Linked DNA regions of Cricetulus griseus: region 2 is linked to region 1. The links are chromatin contacts, called in public Hi-C maps. All regions are on one chromosome and are shown on one strand. The core of a region is the stretch at or near the end of the contact, and the rest is flanking DNA. Distances in the headings are between cores, read along the strand shown.

The links. Hi-C and Micro-C count contacts between places; a contact is called where the count stands out from the background.
Region 2: a contact with region 1 is called in a Hi-C map of the CHO-K1 cell line, with 2.9 times the contacts expected there. The contact joins two enhancer-like sites. A contact is called at or near these places in 3 of 8 Hi-C or Micro-C datasets (the CHK-Q cell line, the CHO-K1 cell line and fibroblasts).

Annotation. Positions count from the first base shown.
Region 1 is chr2:408,319,400-408,326,420 of CriGri-PICRH-1.0, reverse strand. No RefSeq gene overlaps it. Among named protein-coding and RNA genes, the nearest start is that of Dnah7, 29 kb to the right of the region's middle. Within about 2 kb of position 4,285, at least 4 of the 6 cell types and tissues checked have open chromatin away from gene starts, as enhancers often do. A contact at or near this core is called in the CHO-K1 cell line and fibroblasts, where this site is marked.
Region 2 is chr2:408,484,892-408,491,966 of CriGri-PICRH-1.0, reverse strand. The region is part of intron 12 of Hecw2 (E3 ubiquitin-protein ligase HECW2); the gene reads left to right. Among named protein-coding and RNA genes, the nearest start is that of Hecw2, 110 kb to the left of the region's middle. Within about 2 kb of position 4,711, at least 2 of the 6 cell types and tissues checked have open chromatin away from gene starts, as enhancers often do. A contact at or near this core is called in the CHO-K1 cell line and fibroblasts, where this site is marked.

The sequences.
Region 1 (7,021 bases), core at 3,036-5,535:
CAAGCCCTTTGGATATATACTGTGTGAGGCTTGATGTCATTGAAACACAGCCTTCACCAGTGTGCAGGGTTTTCTGCTGTGGACAGACACACATGGTGGTTGTTGGATGAATGTGTGAAGAATTGGGTAGGGGATGTAGAATATGACCCACAGTAGGCCTTTTTCTCATTTGGCTTCAAATCTTAGCACTTAGTAGTCATGTTGTCTGTGGCTACAAAGCTATTATTGGCAGATAGTTTAGAGCTATCAAATTCAGCTCCATCTGCAATTGAATCAGAGACCAACATTCTGTTTTCCAAGGAGACTGATGCCTGATCTTGTCTTTGACAGTGATCAAAGTTCCTATTTATGGAAAATGTCAGTGAAGAAAAGCATGAAAGAACCATAATATCTTTATTTCCTATCTAACTTAATAATCAAACATGAAAGTGAGAAAATCTCTGCCAAATACTGTTTAAGAGGAATATTCTGGGCTGAAAAGCTGGAGTGAGGTCTCTGGAATTTTCAATGAGCTAAAATACACACAAACCAAACTTTTATGATGTGGACAAATGAAGTTAGAAAATCTAGTGGAAATATGTATATGTTAGAGTCAAAAAGAGGGATCTGTTCCCAAGTGGTAAAGACTAACGCCGGCTATTTTCCATTTGAGGTTGAGGGGTTTGAAAGTTGTCATTTGCAGTTGAGATAGCCACTTCTGTGTCCTGTCCCTATCTCTGTATGTGTGTCCATATTCATGAGTGCATACGCATGTTTATGTGTGCATGTGTAGCACTCACACATGTATGCATGTGGACACACCACACCCACCTACAGCCAAACTGACTCTTCTCATTATACCTCTATTGGTATAGGACTGCAGGTCCCTCCTCTGTGAGACTTTGTATGTCCAACTTTGGATTCCTCCCACTGGGCCTAATACAGAGTAGGTACTAAGTACATGTGTGGGCCATGTGATGACAGAACAGAGCAAACTGAAGAGTGCCAGGATAAAGCGTTGAGGGAGGCAATGCTACCGTTATCATCTCTACCTGTCACATCGGAGCCTGGGACTGAGAGAGCTGATGCTTATTCAGGATCACATATTATTACACATTCCTAAAAGTATGATCCTTCAACTACAAAAGAATATTAGCCTTGTGCCAATTTGACTCGCTATTTTGTAACACTAAAAAGATTCAAATAGTATCATTTTCCATTTGTATTTGTCTCTACCTGGCTTCATTTCCCAATAATTGAGAGTAACCTATGGGCTGACCAATGAGGAGGATGTGGTATGGCAAGAAAAGAGAGGGGCAGAGAGAAAGTCATGAAAATACATGCTAGAACTAACAGCTGGCACCACGAGGCAGCCGCACAACAGACAATGCTCCAAGTTCCCCACAGATGGGATGCTAATTAACATACAGCATTTTTGTCATCCCAGGCTCAAGGCTATGGGAATGGAAATCCAGGGATCCAACCCACAAAGTTCAAGGAGTGGAAAACAGGATAGAAACCTAAGCAGCCCCAACCACTGGACTGTTCCCTGGGCATCTATCGCTAACCTGTCTCTGGATGCCCCCTTGGGAAAATGTGAGGAAAAATACCCTCACGTGTGGTTCTAAGACCCAGGTTGCACTCTGTCTGTGCTACCCAATCTTTTACTGAGGAAAGTGACCTTAGACAAGGCATTGTGACCCATCCTGCTGGAGAAGTATGAAGCTGACGGAGTTGAGACTCAAGATTGCACAGTTGGTGACAGCCAAGACTGAGAAGAGGAGCATTGTAAATAACTGCCCCCCTGCCTACTGTTCATCCCCAGCTCACTCGGATTCTGTGGTTTCTTGATGGAGGTAATCAGTTGTCAATTTTCATGTTTCTTGTCATCCTTCTTAGTTCCATCATGCGTGCACAAAAATGTGTATATAAAAGTGTTCAACACTAATGCCCTACATCTCAATTAGTATAAAGTTATCAAATTAGTATAAATATTAACACACTAATATTAATATATAGCACAGCAAAATTAGAATATATTATGCTAATTTTACAATGAATTAGTAATAATTAGATCTATTGCTAAGATACTAACATTCATTTTTATTGAATTATACAGCTAAAGGTCATTAATTTAAGGCATTTAATGCTAATTTATCATGTGGCGATAGCACAACTCATTTCCCTTGTTATTGGGTAATGGAGCTACAACTCTGTCAGTCAGAAAGCTGATTGCTCCAAGGGATCCTTGAGAGACAGAGAGAGAGATACAGAGACAGAGAGAGAGAGAGAGAGAGAGAGAGAGAGAGAGAAAACAGACACTGTTATCATTGCTGTACCACACTCAGCCCTCTATCCCTGTCCCCCCCCTTACAGAAACCAGGAAGGAGGCCACCAAGCCCTTCCATGGAGCCAGTGGGCCAAGCTTGATTTCTTCCTTCCCTAGAAACTGGCTTAGGGATGGCTGCATGCTTCTGAGGACATATTCCCACTGCTTGGAAAGGAATGCATGATGTAGCTGGCTCTCTCTTCTACTTTGGGCATCACTGTGTTATGATCAAATGCTTGGAACTGAAGCAAACAAGCTCAGCGAGGAGCAGACCAGTACAGTCCTCAGGCTGAGACAAGCATGAGCTTTGGACCTCATGATACAGTTAGGCTACCCTGGAGCACACTAATTCCGATGCTCACTCCCTTTTCATGTGTGAGACAATAGATCCCATTTAAGCGATTTTGGGTTGTGGCTTCTGTTCCTTGTAGCAGAAATATCCAAGCTAACATCACAGCACACCATGACTGTTATCTAGATGTGGTGTTTGCCTTTGCTGGTGTAAAGGATGGCTACAGATGTGGGACTCACAATGCTACATCGAGTCCCATACAGTTCTGGTGGCCAGACGCCTAAACTTATTTTGCCAGCAGGCGCATGTTCTTTCTGGAGGCTCAGGGAAAATTCTTGATTTTTTTTTCCTTATCAGATTCCACCAAGTGCTTATATTCCCTGGCTTATGGACTGTTTTAATCTGTTTGAACTGCAATCCAAACACACCTTATATTGACCAATTTATAAACAGAAATTGGCTGTTTCCAGTAGAGGAGGCTAGGACAGGCAATATCAAGATGCTAGCAGATTCCCCGTGGCTGATCTCCTTGCCATAGATGGGTCCTTCTTGCTGAGCCATCACATGGCAGAAGAAGCAATCTATCACGGGCCTTATAATTTACTCCAGAATTGGCAGTCTTGCCTGTCATCTCAATAACAACACTTGACAACTCAACTGAGTCTTTGATGTGTATTGTTTTAAGGGCTTTCCCTGAATGTGATAATCAGGGTATTACTTTGAAATTATTGCCACTGTTAGATATCCATTCTGCAGAGGGATATCCATTATGCAAATTCAACTCTGAGTGCTAATTTTGTCTACTTAGGAATAAGTTGAAACCGCATGGATTTTAGTACTCTTTCAGAAAAAAAGGCAAGCTTCTCCAGCTGAGGGTGGCTAGGGTGCATTTAACTGTGACTTTACTACATCCAGGAGGGCTTGGACAGCAGAATTTATCACCTTTCCAAACAGGAACTCCAGAGCCAGAGATGGGGGCAGGGGGCAAGTTAATTAAGCAACTTAATCAAGTAAAGCTTCATTTTATTAGGGAAGAAGGTTTTATTTGCAAAGGCCCTAAGCAGTGTGTCTTTAGTGGCTTGATCCCTGCACCATTTCCTGGCAAAAGGGGAATGGCCAAGCCTGAAGCTCTCCTGGTTAGAGCCCAGAACAAAGCCAAGAGTTAGTCAGTGAAGACAGAAGACAGCTAGCTTGGGAGCCTTGCCCTCTCTAGGCTGTGCCTACCTGCAGAATGCAAGATGTTTAGCAGGCTAATGCAGAGAGTCGGCTGTGTGCCTGGGACACGCATCCCAAAGCCTCTGACCACTTCTTGCTGTGACTCAGGACAGATTTTAGAGCTGCTGACTCGCTGAGGCAGCTGAGGCAGCTGGGGCAGCTGGGGCAGCTGGGGCAGCATGCTGAGGCTGTGTTGAGCAAAGTGGCAGGGTAAATAGAATTCCACCTCTTATCTGCCCAGCTCAAATGGTCTGGGGAGTAACAGTTCCAGATAACTTGGAAGATAATCTTTTATCTTGAGGAAGGAAAAGTTCCCATTGCAGACCCAATGTGTATCTTCTCAGATAAATCCCTTTCTTACTCACAGGAATCTAAAAACAAGTTTCCTTCTACAACCCCCACCACAAGTAACCTATTTCACCAAGAGTAAAGCATGTGACAATTAATCTTCCCCAAGCACAGCAGAGCTGAGTCACCCACACAGGGACTCAGGCTTTCCCTGCAAAGCTACTTCCTGAGCCTCAGCCTCCTCCTTCCCTGTTCTAGACAGGGTCCTACAACTTGGGATACTTGACACGTATTTCAGAGCTATTGAACAGCCTGCTCTGTATGCATGTCCTGTTGTGATTAGATCATTTCCATGCTTAAGAAAAGTAGGATATTTAGCTTGGAGTTTTGATCAAATAGATGCACATGTGAAAACAAACTTTCTAACCTGAGTTAAGTACAGCTTCCTCACCTGGAATCAATGGCCAGATACAAAGCTGGCTGCTCAAGAGGACTCTCCTGCTACAATGGTTAAAGGTGACTGGAATATTCAGAGGAATAGGGACACCTTTTGTTATGATTTCCGTTGTAGCATTTGTGCTCTTCTACTTTCCATGTAGACCAAAGCCTCTGGAGTAATTGCCTTCAGCAAGTGCAATGGTGCCCTTTGTTCAGAAGGAGTCAGCCTTGTAGTTTGAACCAACTGGGGTTGTGTGTGTAAACAGAACATTGCATAAAGTCCAAGAGACTCTCACTACTCCTAAGAAGTGCCTGCCCACCCTTGGGGAGCCAAGAAGTAAGCTTCATGGGGACAAGTAAGAGGGTTGTTGTTTGGTTGTTGTTGTGTTTTTGTTTTTGTTTTTGGTTTTGGTTTATTTGGTACCAGTTTTGTGTTATAGATGTAGAATAGAGACTGTGCTGTGTGCTGCCTACCTCAGTGTTTTCACTGATCCCTAGAGAGACTGAAGACCACAGGCTGCCATGCTAGTCCTATATGTAGAGGCCAGGGCAGATACTCCAAGCAGTCCAGCTGTCATGTAAGTCACACAATGCCCACCCTCCAGCCACCCCCTGGAAGTGTAAGATAATTTCTCTAGTTGAAAACAGAATGCTATCAGATTTGCATCCTCTAGCACGTGGAGTCACTTGTGTGCTTGAGGAATGAGCTTAGATATTCAGTTATTTGATGCTGGATGCTGTGTGAAAGGAATGAGTCCCTGGAGTTGAGGGTTTACATCGAGAATTTCGCCCCAGTGGTGCCGCGGCAGGAAGGGAACAAGAGTCAAGTCCCTAAGGGGGAGCTTATCATGAAAGATCTCAGACTTTAACAGGGAGGTGTTTTGAGTACATCACAAACATATTGAACTTTAATACCATGCACTGAAGGGCAAATATTTCCTTTGTAGCAGCAGCAGCAGCTCCTATTATGTTTTAGAGGAATTTTCCAGTGAATGTCTTTACTGTGCAGGCCTTGAAATGTTATCCTTTCTTTGGTTACATGCACTTTCACTTTTGGAAACTTTACATGCTGTTCTTTACCAATAATATTTTATTCCCCCCCCCCAAATAGCCAGCTCCTGGGGACAATTTAATAAAAGCTGACCCAACAAGAAATGCTTTAGCACAGGCCTTCTTGATATCTTTGGCTAGGCACCATGCCTTATGCAAGTACGTTCTGTGTAACATTATCACTAAAGATGCCAAAGACAATCTCGGTATTGAATGACACAAATAAAATGTTAGTTGTTTCATGTAAGAGCATTTGTTCCTGTGAATGTGGAAGTAGGGGTGCTAGTAGAGGAATGGTTTTGTGTGTGTGCACGCACACATACATGTGGCTGAAATGGGTGGGTGATAGGACAAACATTGGCAAAAATATGACCAGGAGAAACTCTCTAGACTGTAGTTGACAGCTCCCTTTACAGAGGAGGTGGTGTTCAGTAATAGCCTGTAGACTCAAGCACTTCCCTATGAAAGTGACCTGGAAGGTATTTGCGGTGGTTTGAATGAGAGTGTCCCCCATTGGATCTAGAATTTGAATACTTGGTTCCCAGCTGGTGGCAGTGTTTTCAAGGCTTAGGAGATGTGGCCTTATTGGGGGAGACATGTCCTCCAATATTATTGGAGGTGGGCTTTGATAATTTTAAAGACTTGCCATGTTCCTAGTGTGCTCTCCCTGCTTCCTGCTTGTAGTTCAAGCTGTGAGCTATAAGCTTGCTATACCAACTGCCATGTCTGCCCCTTTGCTTCCATGATGGGTTCTCATCCTTGTGGACTATAGGTCCAAATACTTCCTTGTTGCCTTGGTCACGGTGTTTGATTACAGCAGTAGAGAAGTGACTAATATGGTGTCTGCTCCAGAACGGTTTATGACATGGTGCTTTCTAGAAGGTGCTCTGAGCTAACTAGGATTGAAATATAGGGAACCAAGTAGGCAGAAAACTCACCAACTGTAACTTCTTCTCACTGGGGCAGAGCTACCGGTAAAATCCTCTAAGAAATGAGGATGTTGCATGGACAGTTAGTGAAAGAAGAGGAGACCTGGGGAAGAGTGGAACTTACCTCTCTAGAGCTCATTTGACACTGGTAGTGACAGAATGCAGGTTAGATGGCTCAGACTGGGTATGGTCAATAACCAGAGATTTTTTTTTTTAATTTTAAAAGCAATCTTATTTTACGTATCAATCCCCCTATTCCCTCACCCTCCCATCCACCCATGCCTTCCACTGACCCCCTCAACCCACCCTCACCCACTTCCCAAGGATAGTGAGGCCTTTCATGCTTCCAAAGGGGATCATCAAAGTCTGTCACATCATTTGGGGGAGGGCCCAGGCCCTCTTTCATGTAGCTGGGCTGTAATAGTGGGGAGCCAGCATTGGACCGAACCAAGCCCTCTGAATGTGGGTGCCAGCTAGGTGGCCAGGGCAGTCTATGTGATG
Region 2 (7,075 bases), core at 3,462-5,961, 170 kb before region 1:
TTAATAACTGATAATAACAGGAAAGTTAGAATGGAGGGAAAATACTGAATGTGGCAAAACTTAGGAAAAGCAGTCTGGACTAAAGGGGAAAAGTAGACACCGGCACAGTCCTAGTACCTGGAGGTATCTGTGGGGTAGCTACTGTGTACCTATTTACTGGTATTCATGTGTTTCTGTCTAACTTCATCAGTCTGTGCATCTACCTGGTTTACTCATCATTATGTCCCAGTCTACAAGTTTATCTTGAAATAAAAATGACTTGGGTAGAGGGAGAGCATGAATAGCATGGTATATGTCTTCACAGCTTGCGCGAGGGTTTAGGCTCTCACACATCTGCCAACTTTCTATTAATTCCTTGTTATATATTAGGCAGTAACGTAAGTCCTGGGACCATATAGATGACAGTACCCATGGGTCTTGGAATCCCAGCCTTGAAAACACATTGCAGAAGGAATTCACAGAAACAGGGTCATATAGATGAAAAACACAGGGAAGGGGTCATAGATGGGAATGCATTTGCAAAGGGTTCAGAAGGCCAAATAGGAACTTGCCCCACAAACACAGATATCAAGAGGAGTCTAGATAGAAGGAGCAGTGTCTGTAAAGTAAGATAATTGCGACTCTGTCATGGTCATTGCTCTGGATGACCACTGAAGCAGGGCTAGCAGGAAGAGCAGTGTAGAGCTGGTATGTAGAGAGAATGGGATACAGGGAAAGTCAGGCTTGAAGCTGGGGTGTCAAACTTGAACCTGAACTTGTGTATGTCATTGATTCTAGGAGATGACATACTTTTCTTCAAAGAGGAATAGACTAACATTTAGAATTGTCACAAGACACAAAAACTCTCATGCTGTAGAGAGAAGAGCTTTGTTTGGGCTTAGAATAAGGTAACACATACTTTTATTTATTCATTCTGTGTATTAAATCCCTGTGATTTTTCCCTAGAACAGTCTAAAGTGGGTGGTAAACAAGACAGGCAGAGTGAGACGATATAGATAACAGAATAATGAATAAAAAGAAAATTTTGATAATGCAGTACAACAGGGTTGGGGCAGGGGACAACCAACTTTGACTTCTGGAGACTTGGGTAGCCAACAGGCATTCCAAGGGAACCAGTCACATTCACACTGCCACAAAATGTCAAGGGGCAGTAAAGTGTCTTTACTAAGCAAAACAATGCCTCGGGGAGAGGAGGAGTTGGAGATGGTATACAGTTAAGTTTGGAGAGCTGCACACGGATGCCGAATATAGTGTTCACATGATCTGGAAAAGAACTGAGGCTTTGCATGAACTTCATTCTAAGTGTGTTTCTTTCGTGGGAGTGACTTGGATTTCTAAAAGTTCATATTGATACTCTGAAGAGAATGGCTCTCATGAGGCACAGTCGGTGTGACAGGGACAAGTGAGCATGCCCCATGATTAGACATAGAAGCAGTTGGACTAGTGCCTATCACATAAACTGATGCAAGTAGATGGCTATGTGCTGTGTTTTGGAAGGAAAACTCATGTCCCTGCTACTAACCATTTGGAATATGTAGAAGAAAAAGACTTCCAGGGCTGGAGATGTAGCTCAGTTGGTTGAGTCCTCACTTGGTCTGCCCAGAGCCCTGGGTTCCAACCCAGTTGAACTAAGTGTGGTGTATGCCTGAAACTAACCCCAGTGGGAGGTAGAGGCAAACAGAGGATCCCAAGTTCCAGGTCATCCTTGACTTCCTATCTAGAAGAAGCCAGCCTAGGTTACTTGAGACCCTGTGCTACGGGGGAGGAGAATGTGTGTGCATTCATATGTGTGTGTTCGTGTATTTTTTTAATTAAATTTGTCAATACAGAGCAATTATGGTACATGCTTTACAAATAATAGTAGGAAGGCATTTGTTAGCCAAGGAGTGGTGGTGTATGTCTTTAATCCCAGCACTCAAGAGGCAGAGACAGTCAGATCTCTGAGAGTTCAAGGCCAGCTTGGTCTTCAGATCGAGTTCCAGGACAGGCTCCAAAGCTACACAGAGAAACTGTTTTGAGGGAAAACAAAAAGTGTTTGTTGATTTTTGCCACCACTATTAATGTACAAGTTCATCAGGACAGGAGTGGCTTTGTGTTTTTAAGTAAGACAGTAGTAACACAGGAGAGCTAGGCCCCATAGTTCTGCCAGGTGATAAGTATGTGAGCTGTTCCTGATGCAACTACTCCATTTGATGTGTGATGTGTTGTTAGCATGGTATAGTCTCTATCGAGTTCTTTGGTGTACAAAACTTTGCCTGTAAAAAGCCAGAGAATAAACATTTTGGGACAAGGACCTGTAGACCTGTGTACCTGAACAGCTTTAACAATAAGTTGTTTGTTGTAATCAGACTGTTGATCTGTGGTCTGGACAGGTCACAAAACAATGAATCAAGCCCTGATTTTCATTTATCATTTTCTATAGTGTGAATGCTGTCCCCCAATGAGTTCATACTCCTAGTGACATCACTAAGTGGGGCTTCTGACCTCTCTGTCTGGCCTGTTCTTTGCTACAAGCTCCTCATTTCTGTGGTGCAGTCAAGCAGTTGACGCCTGTGGTTTAAAGCTGTGGTTTTTAACTTGATAAACTTTTTCACATAAATGCAAATTTTGATTCCTTGCAGGTTCTACTCTAACTGGGTAGCAGTGAGTCCCGGGCATCTGTGGGACCCTTTAAGTAATTAAGTAAACATGACTGCACTGCCTTCCTCACAGCTGTGGCCTGCAAGCACTGGACCCTGGCTGAAGCAACTCAGCCTAGGCTTCCTTCACAGTCTCTTTTCAGCTGGTGCTAGCTGTCTCTGTTCTATACTTGGGTGTAATTTTATAATTCCTTTCTCTGGGCATCCCATCTGGAGTTAAAAATATTCTTCTCTAAGGGCTTCACTTTTTTCTTTTTCTACCCAAACTGTATCTGTTACTTGTTAAAATGGCATGCATGTCTACAAAATTTAAATTCTATCGGTTAGGAAATATTATTTTCTGACTTATATTTGGCGTAAGTGGAAGTAGCTAGCATTTTCCTCATTAAGGTCTTGAGCTGTGGATGAATAAGAATAATTCAGATTTGTGCAAAGAGATAGACACTTTTTGTTTTCTTATTTAGAGGTTAATGGAAAATACTATAAAGCAAACTTTCTTGGTTTTTTAACTTACCTTTTACTTTAGTTTTTGATTGAATTCTTTGTGGCATATAGGTGTTTCAGGAAACCCTTGTTTATGTTATTGCAACTATGCAGCACTCAAAATACGCGTTGACGTTGGAAGTTCTCCTGTTCTTTTCACTAAAGCAATCTGAAGGAATGAGTTCTTGTTCAAAGATAAGCATGAAAAACATACCCCATATAGCAGCAATTGCATGGTAACATGTGCTGAGAAGAACAAACATAAACAGGCATACAGTTGCCATAACTGAAAAAATTGGCAGATATTTTCACAGTAACTGTCAGGTAGGTTGTACTGCCCTCTGCTGGTTGGCATCAGATTACTTTCAAAATTGTCGCCGAACTAACCCGAGATTTAGTTACTAGAGCCCAGTCTTTTAGAGTAGAGATGCCTGTGTTTGTCTAACTTATGTTATACGTAAGTACATTTAATTATATGTAACAGAATGATGTTTTCAACGTACATGCTAAAAATTACTACCCTGACTTTTAATAAGCTTTAAAAATGCATTCATTCAATTATCTAAATTCCTTAGTACTTAATGAAGAAAAATATTATTTTAAAGTTTACAAATAACATCTTAAGCATAGTCTTACAAATCAGGAGTTACAGCTGCTTCACAGTAGCTGAGCTGATGTGTTACAGGTATTTCTGCTAATAAAAGTAAGTTTCCCTCCATATTATTCTTTAGCTAGGTGAAAACAATTCAAAATTAAATTATTTAAAATCAAATCAATTAAAAACCATATTAATGCAAACTGTAGCATACAGAATTACTTCCACATACTAGCTGGCCTGTTCTGGAACCAGTATTTCTTGATTTTGCTAATAATAATTTATGTTTTGTGAGTAAATTACGTCACTGATATTTGCTCCATGGACACCAGAGGCATTTGTTATTGAGTCAAAGATGTTATTTCCAAATCTGAATTAAGAGTACCTATTCTTGATGAAGAGTTTCTAAATAAAATGTATTATTCATTAGTAGTATATTTAGTGGTCTATTTTGAAATGAACAGAACTAGGTGAAATTAGAATGGGCAATCAAGGAGCTTTGGCCACCACAACACTAAAGAACAACTTCAACATCAATAAATCCAGGATTAGATTGTTACTTGCAGTTGCATTGTAGTTGATTACTAAGAACTAAGTTGATTGCTGCCAAACAGACCAAGGTATTTCCTTTAACTCCTTTCAGTATTTTTCACTTGTAAAACCTCAGACACTTAGCCAAGGAAGACACATTTAATCTCCAGATTTAACAAGATTCTACTAAGGAAGCTGTTGATTCAGCCACTGAGTGTTGATGTCTTATAGGAAGGTTGGTGACATAGAGGGGGGGGCGGGGGAGGCAGTTTGGACGACAAAAGAAATAGCTAAATGGGGTGTTAACTTCGCATCAAGGGAAACCAAAACATTCTGTTGGTCAGAGATCATTTAAAAGTACTTCATCTCCCATCAACATTTGCCTGCTCGATTCACCACAATGGAATCCACAACCAGATCCCCAGTGAGCTCATCCTGAGTAGTGCCTCGAGGTTGGGGCATGAAATATGCAACATTGACTCTTTTCTAGGCTGCTGTTGTTGGACAAGAAATCCAATCCATTTACCTAGCTGGAACCACTAACCCCCAGTGGGAAAATGAGGAGTCCTCTTTTCTCTTAATGTGTGGCCTTGCCAATGTCACCCTCCACTAAGATGCTGAGCTCACCTGCTGAGTGTTTCTTGACTGGACTGGCCCATTCTTAGTCTGCTAGGTCTGCCAGTCAGTTCCATCATGTTCCCTGCCCTTGTGACCTCTGTTATTCCAATCCAGTTTTCTGTCTGCATTGCCTCTCTTCCCACCACTCTTCCTATATATAATGGACCATCTTCCTGTTTTTGACTGCTTAGGTCTGTATCCTCGGGGTCTCACACAGGCAGAACTTGGCACATAGTTAATGACAGATTATGAGACCCTTCAGTTAATAGGAAATGGGCTGCTGGGCCACGAGCTTCAAAGGCTAGTAGAAAGCAGTTTTACTACTATATGTGTCTGTTCTGACAGATAGACTGTGATAACCCCCAGATAGTCTTAACTACATATATCCTGTATTCTATTATGACCTGTACATCTTCAAAGCAATTTTACATCCTCTTCAAAGCAATTTTACATCCTTTATCTGCCTGGTTTTGAATTTTACAAATGAAAAAAACAACAACAACAACAAACCAGGAGACTTCTTATTGCTCTTCACAGCTGAGCAAGTCGAGGCAAATGAGATTAAGACTCTTTGTCTCTGTAGCTGTTACAACAGAGTTCTATGTAAACTGGAGTATATATAAATATTCTTTCTAAACTTTATCTGTATCTACAGCTCTAAATAGATATAGCGCATTGTATATGTGTACCTATGCACACATTACAGTGTATGTATTGAATGCTTACATATATGTTTGTTCAGAACTACTTTATTTATGAAAATGTAGCAGTCTGGAAAGGCGCTTGCTTGAGCCCCTTGACAGTCATGTGAACGTTTTTCAGACTTGAAAAGGCTGTGATTCTAAAGGTCATTTACTGCTTACTAATGAGAAAAAGATTCTTCTTACACTTAATTTACTTGGATAGATGCTTTTTCCAAGATCAGTCAAACCTGGCACAGTGTTCAACGTCTCACTGAGTGGGGAGGAAGAAGATAAAAGGATATAATTAATTATAAGACTGGGTAAGATTCCCACGCTTACAGAGTTGTGTGTCCATCCGCTGGGAATTACATGAAGCCCGAGGCTGGCAAGGGTTCCTGACCCTAACTGCCATGGCCTGCTCTACTGGAGTTCTGCTGCCTCTCTTTAGCAGATGGGAGGGACGTGTTTGGTGCTCTAGATTAGGAATCAGTGTCCTGTCTACTTGGCTACACCCATTTAGAACAATGGCCAGTGCATGATCTCTTCAACACAATCATCATGCAATAGTTTGTCCCCAGAGAGGCTTGTTACACAGTATGACTGGAAAGCTCTTTGTCATCACTTCACAGATTGATGCTGTCTCAGGCACTGAAGCTTGCTGTGACCGTGTGAAAGCAGATGAGGAAGCACAGAGCCAATGCAGGAAGTATGTGCCCGCTCATGGTAGTGAAAACTTCAAGTCGGGCTAACCACAGGATAAACTATTAGCTAGTCCAAGTTTCTCTCTGACAACCTCCTTCTTATTTTGTTAGCCCCCTCTGTTTTCATGATATCGTTTTCCCAGGCTCTCATGTTCCCTGAACCTCTGCCTGCTTTAAGCACTGAGGCTCTGGACCACACAAAGCCTCCAGCCATCAAAAACAATCCTCATTTAGACTGGCAAGCTGAAATGTCTCACGGTATTTCAGACTCTGGTTTAAGGAACTAAGATCTGAGATTGGTTCGTTATGGTGACGGCCCTCCCTTCCTTCTGTCCTCCTTCTCTCCCTTCCTCTTTCCCTCCTTCCTGCCCTCCTCCTCTTCTATGTGTTTTGATAGGGAAGAATATTTTAAGTGCAAAGCAAAAACTATCTATGACAGGAGCTAATCAGAACACTTTTTGCCACACACCAAGCAAAAGAACTATCAAATGCCAATGACTTAAGCTAACAAAGGTATATTCTCATTCCAAGTCAAGTTATTAGAATTCTCCAGATCCCAACACACTCACAAGCCAGGTTGGAGAGTTCCCACTTCCTGTGCTTGCTATGCCAAAGGGAAGAAAGCTCCACAGGCTCCACAATGAGCCATAAATGTGTGAGTGGAATGTGAGCACTCTGAGGGACCCTGGAGAGACTGTTGTCACATGTATTCATCTTTTGTATTTGTAGCCACTATGTAGTACTGATACAACACAGATGGTAGATGGTTGTTACGTTGGCACTGTTTTCAGGTACTCTGGTGTCTTTGGGAGTTACTTTGGGCTA